2 separate regions of the Mus musculus genome follow, and region 1 is linked to region 2. Evidence: chromatin contacts called from public HiChIP or PLAC-seq data. All regions are on one chromosome and are shown on one strand. Each heading gives the region's core, a stretch centred on a gene start, on an enhancer-like site or on the middle of the called end of the contact. The rest is flanking DNA. Distances are from core to core; before and after follow the strand shown. Region 1 has its middle 820 kb from the start of 9630013A20Rik. Region 2 holds the start of Pcdh17 (protocadherin 17).

Evidence for each region. HiChIP or PLAC-seq counts read pairs in DNA pulled down with a chosen protein or histone mark.
Region 1: a contact with region 2 is called in an H3K4me3 HiChIP or PLAC-seq map of embryonic stem cells, with 9 read pairs. The contact joins the enhancer-like site here to the promoter of Pcdh17 in region 2. A contact is called at or near these places in 4 of 39 promoter capture datasets (the C10 cell line, embryonic stem cells, frontonasal cranial neural crest and 1 more), 1 of 484 Hi-C or Micro-C datasets (embryonic stem cells), 8 of 115 datasets of contacts at active chromatin or transcription factors (acute myeloid leukemia, cardiomyocytes, craniofacial prominence and 5 more) and 1 of 9 other capture datasets (liver).

Annotation. Positions count from the first base shown.
Region 1 is chr14:85,297,246-85,302,098 of GRCm38.p6, forward strand. No RefSeq gene overlaps it. Among named protein-coding and RNA genes, the nearest start is that of 9630013A20Rik, 820 kb to the left of the region's middle. Within about 2 kb of position 1,941, at least 3 of the 459 cell types and tissues checked have an H3K27ac peak or open chromatin away from gene starts, as enhancers often do. A contact at or near this core is called in embryonic stem cells, where this site is marked.
Region 2 is chr14:84,441,695-84,446,853 of GRCm38.p6, forward strand. It overlaps Pcdh17 (protocadherin 17), which reads left to right and starts at 1,869. Exons shown (of 4, transcript NM_001013753.2): 1 at 1,869-5,159. The coding sequence starts at 4,401. It overlaps Gm32498 (predicted gene, 32498), which reads right to left and starts at 1,710. Exons shown (of 4, transcript NR_168882.1): 1 at 831-1,710; 2 at 404-542.

The sequences.
Region 1 (4,853 bases), core at 691-3,190, 860 kb after region 2:
TTCTGCTTAGTTCCACACCTGTGTGAACATTGGCATTTTTAAGGCCACAACCCAGAGTTCATTGCATTTTCAATCAGATCCAATCAGGGGCAAGCATATAACCTGATGATTTTCCTGCCTTCCTACCTCTTGGTAACATGTGATCAAGCACATCTGGTGCATGTTTGTCAAATCAGCTTGTTTAGGGGAACAAAAACCGAGTGGCGCTTTATTTCCCAGGCATTACAGTTCCCAGTGTTCCCGGAAGTTACATTGTCCTGGGGCTGTGGGGCTTACACATTAACTTTAGCTCTTACAATATGGCTTACAGTATTCTGTCCTAATTTTCTTAACAATATTATTTGAAGAACTATGTTTTCTAGCTAATATTTTATTCTTTATTCTATATTGTGGAGAACCTTTGGGGGTCGCTTCTAGACACTTGGCAGGAATTTGACATTGGGTCAGGACAAAAGAAATAAGTTCAAAGCAGGAGTCTGACTTTGGTCCAGGACTCAGAAAACTAGTCCCAGATAAAGAACATTTACTTTTGAGTTAATGCAAAGCTCAGAGCAGGCTCAGCTGAGGCATGTTTCCTTTTCTCTTCGCCATCCTGACTAGCCCCTAGAAAAGTGGTTTTGGGATTTTGTTTATTGCCTTGCTCATTTTTTGACCCAGACCTGATCTTATTATTCTGCATATACTTAAAGTAGTATAAAAAACAGACTGAAAAAAATAAACCCACTTCAGCCTCAAAACTGCCCAGGGTCATGCTACAGTGCTGTCTAATTGTCTTTTTTTCTTTTTAATTCTCACTCCTGCCCTGGAGAACCAGTTGACTGGCTGAGCTGGCTTGGTCACTATATACTTGAAATAAATATAAAGATTTTTACAAAATAAAATATAAAAGATTAAATAAATTCAATACAAGAATTTTAAAATAAGTGGAAAAACAATAAAATAGTAACTAACATTACAAAACAAATGTTTACCAGATAAAAATACATAAGTCAAATAAATATCAGCTTCTAGACAATATTATTTTATTTTGATCTTTAAGTCAGTAGGATAAAATAAAGTACCCAGTATGTATGATATAGTTAAGAGGAGTATTGTTAATAGAGTCTAACTTTTTCTCTTCTATATGACTGTATATAATTTACATGTCCAGATATGAAAAATACTTATGTTCCCTTTACTAATGGTAATAAATTGACTGAGAAGAATTGAAAACAAAGTGAACTTGTTCACCCAAGTAGTATCCCAATCTCTGAGAACCTATGACAGAGAAGTTAGTTTGAGTTTGAAGATACCTAAGGGCTATCTCACATTAATCTCTCATTGGTCTAAAAGAAAAAGAGAACTAGCAAAGAAAGATTGACACAGCCATATCTAATGGGATCAGCAAAAGTCATAAAGCCTGCACAGCTGCTTGACAAAGATCCAGCAAAGCTGAACCAAGTGATGCCCTTGCTGTCATGCTGTCTTCCACTTGGCCTTGATCTCCACATGTTGCAGGCTTGGGGCGCTTTTAATATTTGTACAACTTGGTGATATTGAATTGATGGAAAATTTCTTATGAATCATTTCTGCTTTCTCTCAGGAGTACTGCTTCTAAGCTTCCCCAGAAAAATTCGGAACATATTATACCCCTCCTGCTTTTAGGGAGTATTAAGACTCAGGGGAGCCTTACCTTATGGGGACCCCCTGAGTGAACTAAGTGGAGCCAGGATCAATGCAAAAAGCAAGAGGAATTTATTGTTTCACTGCACTGGGGTCATCCCAGACGGGAAGGACCCAGCACACAGACGGCAAGTTTTTGTATGGTTTCCAGGGGCAGAATAGAGCATCAGCAACTAGGCACAATGATTGGTGGAACAGTGCTCCCTTTAAACCGATTGGTCTTTAGGGAGTGAGGCAACAAAGTCTTGTCTGAAGGTGGGCAACAGTAAGTCCTGAAGAATGTGTCCCCACCCAAAGGTTGGTTCCTGCCCCCTGGTCAGAGAAATGTTAATTAGCCTCTCCCTTCCAGAGAGGCAAGTGTTTTATGACCTTCCCATCACCTTGCCTGGCCCTACTTGAAAGTCTTCCTTACTACCCAGTGGTTACTGCTCAAATAAAGACATCAGAACTCTCCTTATGAGACTCTGACTGAAAGATACTCTCCAAACATCTGCCCGCATACTTACTCAGCAACATGATAATCAAAATATCAGAATAAAGTAAACTTTAAAATGTAAACAAATTTCAGTGGGCTAGAGAACTTGGCAGCAGATCAAATTAAAAGCCTCTTCCCACAATATGCTCAGGTGGTTATATGACATATAAAATTTGGGGCCACATGTGGTATGCCTCTCAAAGAAAAGATTCAGCAACAACGTTAGATTCGCGGGAGGTATATTTGTCTTACACTGGGGCTTATAGGGACGAACAAAGAATGTGTGTGGATACATGAATACATAAAGGAATGTACTAAGATCCCCTTTTCTTAGAAAAGTTAGCTCATGCAGACCAAGGTAAAAAAGAATACCAAAACTACATATAAAAATAAATTCCACATATATATAAATTATATTTTTGACATAACTGGAATAATCACTGCAATAACTTTGGCCTCAAGTTGTTTGGGGGGGGGGGGTCTAATGCCCATTAAAAGTGATAATACTCTGCTTGGGACATGACTGCCCAGTCTGGCTTGGAATTTTTTTTTTTTTTTGAAACTACAAGGGCTACTAATGGTGAAAACATGTTGACATGTTTTGGTAGAATATACCTCTAGATTCTTAAAAGTTGGGATATGGGTTGATGTGAGAAAAATATTGTAAGATGTAACTCTCATCTGTCATGGTTTGTCAATGATGACTATACTTGTGACCAAGTGGAAGTTAAAACACTTGTCAGGGGGCAGAAATATTATGATCTATGTTTTTTGAAACAATGTAAATCTAGCCTACCCTGTTGAGTTCTGTATGAATGAAGAAGCACCTCACCTGCCACTCATTCAGGCTGCAAGATTTTCACCGAATTCCTTGCTTGATTCAGTTGTCCTTTGCTACGCCCCTCCTTATTTCCTCTGTGGGACCTGGCCATTGCCAGAGTTGGCCCTCTGCAAAAGATTTAATAATAGAAAACAATAATAAGCATTTTTGTTAAGATAGTTAACATAGGTGTTAACAATAATTACATTCTTATCTAATTTTATAAATAAATCAATATTTGAAAAGAAGAACATGTCTCTCTGCTCTCACGATAGGTACCTCCATATCCGGAAAAGAGTCGGGACAGTGAGCACCAACCACTAACGTGTTCCTCTGTTGAGTGGCAGAGGGCATTTATTGAACAAGAAGCTCTGAGGTTTCTAGAATATTATTTTAATGGATGTCAGAATTTGATAAGATACACTTTTCCAAAAGATGTTTGAGTATTTCTCTTGTCAAAGAATATTCATAAGGGCATTATCAAGTGTCACTCAGGCAAAGACATACAGTACATGTTTGGAAGTTGAAATCTAAATTAAGGGGATCTTTTAAAAAATATTCTCACTTCTAACCAGGTATCCTATAGAAGAACTGTGAAACTGAAAAAAAAAAAAAGTTAAGTGTAAATGTTTCACTTATAGTCTCTTTATAGCAAAAAAAACTTGAATTCAGCAGAAATTTTATTCCATATGTACTTGCTTAAAAATTATGATATTGACATTATTCTTATTAAAATTATTAAGCTTACAACATGTAATTACATCGATATTAGAAGAATATCACTGCATAATTAAATAAATACAATGTGTTCTTTGAATATGCTAATATGATTATTTCTGAAAAACATTCAGATAATGTTCATTTTTAAAATACTCATATGTTGTGAAGTCTTACTGCTTTGAAAAGAAATTCTTACAGGAAACATTCATTACACTTAAAGCACAAGCAGAGTGCTGTTCTTAGATTCACAAATATACAAAGACTATCTATGTGAATGTATTTTTAGGTAGCAATGCCTTAACGAAGTGGAGAATAGATTATACCTTTAAGGAAGAAGAAATAGTCTCTACATAATTCTAACTTGAAAAAGTTTAACGTGCTTGATGGCAGCATTAGCAACATTTTCTTTCATTTCCCTGTGAGACTAAAAGAAGAGGCAGCATATTGTTGCTGCTCTGCTCTTTCTTCTTCCTTGGGCTTTGATTGTAAGGCCAGTGTGCCTTTTTCATCTTCCTACAGATCTGACTGCAAAAATCTCTGAGGAAAGCTCTCTGTGCAGGAAATGATACGGTAAAAAGAAAGTTCTTCCATTTTCTATATAATTTTTTTTTCCTCTGTGAGTCTGTGATCAGACTCTGAGTTTTATTATGATTCCTGGTTGCCTACCAATTTTCTTTCACGAATTATAATTCCTGCCTTCTAAGTTGGTTAGGAGCACATAGCTGCAAACTAGAAGGACTTCCTTCTTTGAGTGTCCCTCTAATATTACATTATTTTCTTTAAATAAAGGGGGTTTTACAGTGAAATGAAAGATGAAATTATAGATGGATGTTTTCTTCGAATTTAATGAATACCAAGCAATCAGGGACACATTTGTTAAATGCCACTAAAACACAGAACACTATCTAGTATGAGAGCATGTAAACATGAAATTAGAGTTCCCGTTAAAATACACATAAAATGAGTGAGCAACAAAAATAGTTTATAGAGATCAAACATGATATACATCTCAGCAAAAGCAATACTATAACCTTAAAATAATCCAACTTATTTAGAAATGACGTTCGGGTAGCTGTGTATATTTAGGAGATTTTTTAAGTCTGTCTGTTCAATGTTAATAACAATAATCACTATCAAGTAATATTGCCATGAGGATCCAATAATGCCACAATATAG
Region 2 (5,159 bases), core at 619-3,118:
GTGGACTACAAACATATATGCTAAACAACCTATTTAGGGAAGACAAGAAAGGAACATTTTTGAATTTGAAGGTCTGACTAAAAAGATCTTCTCTTTGAATTTTTGAGCTGTTGGTCTCTCAAGGGAATGGTACATTTGGAATGAGACCAGACTGCAAAATCAGACTATATGTTATCTCCTTGAAGCTCTGGGAAATTAATAGCTCCTTGATCTGAACCTTTAAGCAAGTATCCCCAAAACAATATTCAGAGCATTCTTGTAATTGGTCTGGATTTGATTTTCTTTGAAATTCTGAATGATTCATGTTACATATTTTTATAGTAGTCATTCACAATTTATAAATGGCAACTTAACTTCAGTATTTATGAACTACAATCAATACTGTCGCAATCAAAATACTCACCTTCTCTATTTCAACGGATTGTTTTCCTTTGTCCCTCTTAACTCTGCTCCAGAACTGCTAGATCAGAACCAAAACTGATCGTAACTTGTGGATGTTTGTGAAAGCAGTTCAGACAAAAGCAAGCTTTGAGATTCTAAAGCTGGAGATGAGAAATTTAGAATGGGGGGGGGGAGGAGGAAGAGGAGGGAGAGGAAGAGGAGGAAGAAGAGAGAGAGACAAAGAGACAGAGAGAGAATATTTAAACAAACATCATTCAATCTGGTATAAGTTCTTGCCTAAGTTCAGCTTCTATGAATAGGAGACTTTATACATATTAGCAATGCTATTTGATTTGAAAAAAATATCAAATTGCTATTTGGAATTTTAGTAAGATGAACAGAAGTGAATTAGACACCAAAGCTAGGGACATTAAGGGACATTGGATTACCTTGAATGTGGGCTGTGATAGGAGATGGTTAAAAGGTAGAAGTCTAAACACTGTTCAACCAGATTTCAGTTTCATGGAGCTGCAAAACATGTCTTAAGAGAGGCTTGTTCCCTCCTTCGAGACACTGCCTCTCTCTCCACCGGCGTCTGCTTTTCTTCTGAAACACTTTCATAATCAAGTGACTTTCCTTGCATGGGTGCCTGGGGACAGCGGGGATTTCTCTGAGGATGAAGAAAGTTACATATTGATTACAGTTGCTTGCGGCGTGTTTGCTCCCGAGCTAGCTAGCACAGACAGATCTCTAACACTGCACTTTCCTGGCGTTCACCGAAATAAACATCCCACCGTGAGAAAACGCGTACATACACCACACACACACACACACACACACACACACACACGCTCTCTCTCTCTCTCTCTCTCTCTCTCTCTCTCTCTCTCTCTCTCTCTCTCTCTCTCGCTCTCTCTCGGGCGCGCGCACGCATGCGCGCGCACGCACCCACTCCGCACCTCCAGATGAGTGCACAAGGAGTCAGAAAATCCGCAACTCCCTTGGCCCAGTGTTTGTGTGTGTGTGTGTGTGTGTGTGTGTGTCTGTGTGTGTCTGTGTGTAAGCTGACGACGTGGGTTGGTGTGTGGACTAGAAGGCACCAGGAAGACCGCAGCTGCCTCTCTCTGCAAAGTATACGGTGATTCCCCACGCCTGGCTTTACATCCTATCCCCAGTTGAAATCAAATCACTGCCAAACTTTTCTCTTTCTAGAGGAAGACACCCTCTAAACACCAGGGCTACCACGGCTCAGCCCTGGGCGCCGCCGCCGAGACTTAGCGCGGGCTCTGCGGGCCTTGATGCTCTCCGGTCGGACTCAAGCTAGTCAATGACTCTAAAGAGCTGGGGCTGCTGGCCCCGCCCCCGCCTGCCGTTTCTCCGCCTCCCATTGGGCGTGGGCCGAGAAGGCAGGGTCTGGCTCCCCACGCCGATTGGCTGGCAGAGAATCAGTATCAATGTTTAAGCGGCGGCGTGAGGTGAATAGAGTCAGTCAGCAAGAGACGCTGGGGAGAGAATCCGGACTGCGAGCCCGGCGGCTGCCGCAGCGGAGGAGGGCGGCTCGGAGACGGTACTCCAACTGTTGAATTGAATTTTTCACCTTCCATTTCCTCCGCGTCTTGGCTGGCGGAGATGGATTTATTCGGTTTGAAACCTGCACGTCTTTCTCAGGCTTTGGGGTGATCCTGACAGGCACCGCACTAGACTGAAAGAGACCACTCGTGACAGAAAAAAAAAAAAGGAGGAATTAAAATTTAAAAAAAACCTCCACAACAGACTGCACAATTAGCTATGCACACCGATGCTGGACTTTGTGAACAGAGACCGTTGGGAGGAAAATCTTGAACTATGATCCTGGGCTAAGCTGTGAATCATTACTGGAAACGTGCCCCCACCCCTAAGACTGAGAGATTTGGGGGCATCTCACGCCTAACCAAGTGGAAAGGTTTTTTTTAAAAAACAAATAAATATTCGTAAGCAAAGCAGACGCCTTGTTTTGCAGAGCCTCGGACTCCGGCCGAAAGAGGTAGAGTAAAAGTGTTCCTGGATTCAGCTTTGCCTTCCTCCCCCCACGCTTTTTCTCGTTTTTCTTCCCCCACCCCCGACGTGATTCCGGCTTTTTTGTTGTTGTTGTTTGTTTTTTTTTTGTTTTTGTTTTTGTTTTTCCTATTGAGTGGTCAGAGAAAGCCTTAAGAAGAAGCCTCAACTAAGGACTGCGAAGGGAGGACCGTGAGGGGAGAGTGAATACGATTCGTTCCGCTGCTTCTGACTCATCCCGCAGATGAGAACACCTGCATTTCTGGATGTGTCATTCCCGTATACCGAGGCGCTGGGAGAAGCGGAAATAATGTGTAGATCAACCCGTGCCTAACCTCCCCTCGGAGGTGGAGGAGGTAGTTTCCCCGGGTGGGCGCCCTGGCAGAACCGCGGTGGCTGCAGCTCCTCACCCTCTCTGCCTTTCCCAAGTCGACCAGAGACCGTGTGTGAGCCAGACTGCAGAATGCATCACGCCAAGCCTTGATGTATTCCGTCGACTCTACTCCTCCAATTTAAAATAATAATAATAATAAGGGGGGAAAAAGCCTACACTGTTATTCTCTTCAAATATTCACCACTCTTGTTCCTCGCCAAGGTTTTCCTTTCTAGATGAAAAGGAGGCTGGGCCACTGGAAGGAGGTGCTGAATAGAAAGAAAAGAGAGCCACTTGACAGCCCAGCCCTGTGAATGCAGAGACTGTTTCCCTTCTAGCGAGAGACAGGGCAGTGTGTGTGTGTGTGTGTGTGTGTGTGTGTGTGTGTGTGTGCTAGGACTGGGAGGGTAGCTCCCTCCTCCTTTCTAGTCTGCCCTCCCCCCTCCCCCCCCCCCTCAAATCTGCACGTCTAACCATGAGTTGCCTGTTGATTTCCTTTCGCCTGGCAAGAAAAGCAAACTGGAATTAAACTGCAGGGAGAGAAGTCTTTGCTTGCTGGAAGAGGATGGGATGGTAGTGGCGGCTCCCGGATTGGCATAGAGACACACCAGAGTGTTCTACGAACAGAGGCGGAGATATATCTCTATATTTTTCTCCTCCCAATAGGCTCTCGGCGCAAATGCTGATCAGGCTGTGGCTTTCTTGATTTTGGGGGAGAACCCTCTCCGAGGAAGAGAGGGAGGAGCTTGGTAGGGGGAGGAAACTACAAATCGGGACACTTTTTTTTCCTCTGCATTTCCTCCCCTCCCTCTGGCTGCTCGGAAAGAAGAGAGAAAAAGAAGAGGGAGAGAGAAAAAAAGACTTGGCTCGGAGATGCAGTCCGCTGCCGCCGCCGCCTAAACCAGCAAGGCAAGATTAGATCTTTAAATGCAGCAATACACTGCCTGAAAGCCGAGCATCCTGCATAGCGAGCAGACATTTCTCCGTGTGCCAGGGCAGCCTCAAATATACATATGTATCTGTGACTCTTTCTTCGTCCCTATTCATTCCCATCAATCGCATCACCGAATAAGAGTAACTAAAGGATTCCACTTTCTGATCTGCCTGGAGACACACCTCCCGAAGCCCTCCCCCACCGGATTTGAAGAGTATTCTGTAGGCTGCCGGAGGGAGTGGATTTTGCAGCGCCTAGCGGGAGTGAGGAAAACCAAGCAATTCTTCAGCTCATTATCATCTCTTCCAGACTCCGATTTCCTTTTTATCGCCAGCCTCATCACGCAAGTTTGAACCTCCCGAAGTCCAGGCGGGAGAGACAAAGCCTTTAGCTTGCCTTCAGCCGCAGGGAGTCGCCGCCTGGCTCCGAGCTGCTGCAGCTTCGCTGCGCGGCTGCATCTCTCCCAGTGCGAATGCTGTAGATCAACAGGTTCGGGCAACTTGAGCGGAATAAGGAGAGACTGCCTGGTGCCGCAGCCCGGGTGCGGAGGGAAGGAAAGACTCGCAGACTTGTGGCTCGCTCCGAGCTCGTACGCTCCGCCCCGGTTCCAGACTGGCGCGCACCCACCAGCTAGCACCTCCAGTCCGGCTGCTCCTGTTCCCACCCCACCGGTCTGGGATGTACCTTTCCATCTGTTGCTGCTTCCTTTTGTGGGCCCCTGCCCTGACACTCAAAAACCTCAATTACTCAGTGCCAGAGGAGCAAGGGGCCGGCACGGTGATTGGCAACATCGGCAAGGATGCCCGACTGCAGCCCGGGCTTCCGCCGGCTGAGCGCGGCAGCGGCAGCGGGAGGAGCAAGTCTGGCAGTTACCGGGTGCTGGAGAACTCCGCACCGCATCTGCTGGACGTGGACGCCGACAGCGGGCTCCTCTACACCAAACAGCGCATCGACCGTGAGTCCTTATGCCGCCACAATGCCAAGTGCCAGCTCTCCCTAGAGGTTTTCGCTAACGACAAGGAGATTTGCATGATCAAGGTAGAGATCCAGGACATCAACGACAACGCTCCCTCTTTCCCCTCGGATCAGATAGAAATGGACATCTCAGAGAACGCGGCACCCGGCACCCGCTTCCCCCTCACGAGCGCACACGACCCAGACGCTGGCGAGAACGGGCTCCGCACCTATCTGCTCACCCGCGATGATCATGGCCTCTTTGCCCTGGACGTCAAGTCCCGCGGCGACGGCACCAAGTTCCCAGAGCTGGTCATCCAAAAGGCACTGGACCGCGAGCTGCAGAACCACCACACTCTGGTGCTGACCGCCCTAGATGGCGGGGAGCCTCCACGCTCCGCCACCGTACAGATCAATGTGAAGGTGATCGATTCCAATGACAACAGTCCAGTCTTCGAGGCTCCGTCATACTTGGTGGAACTG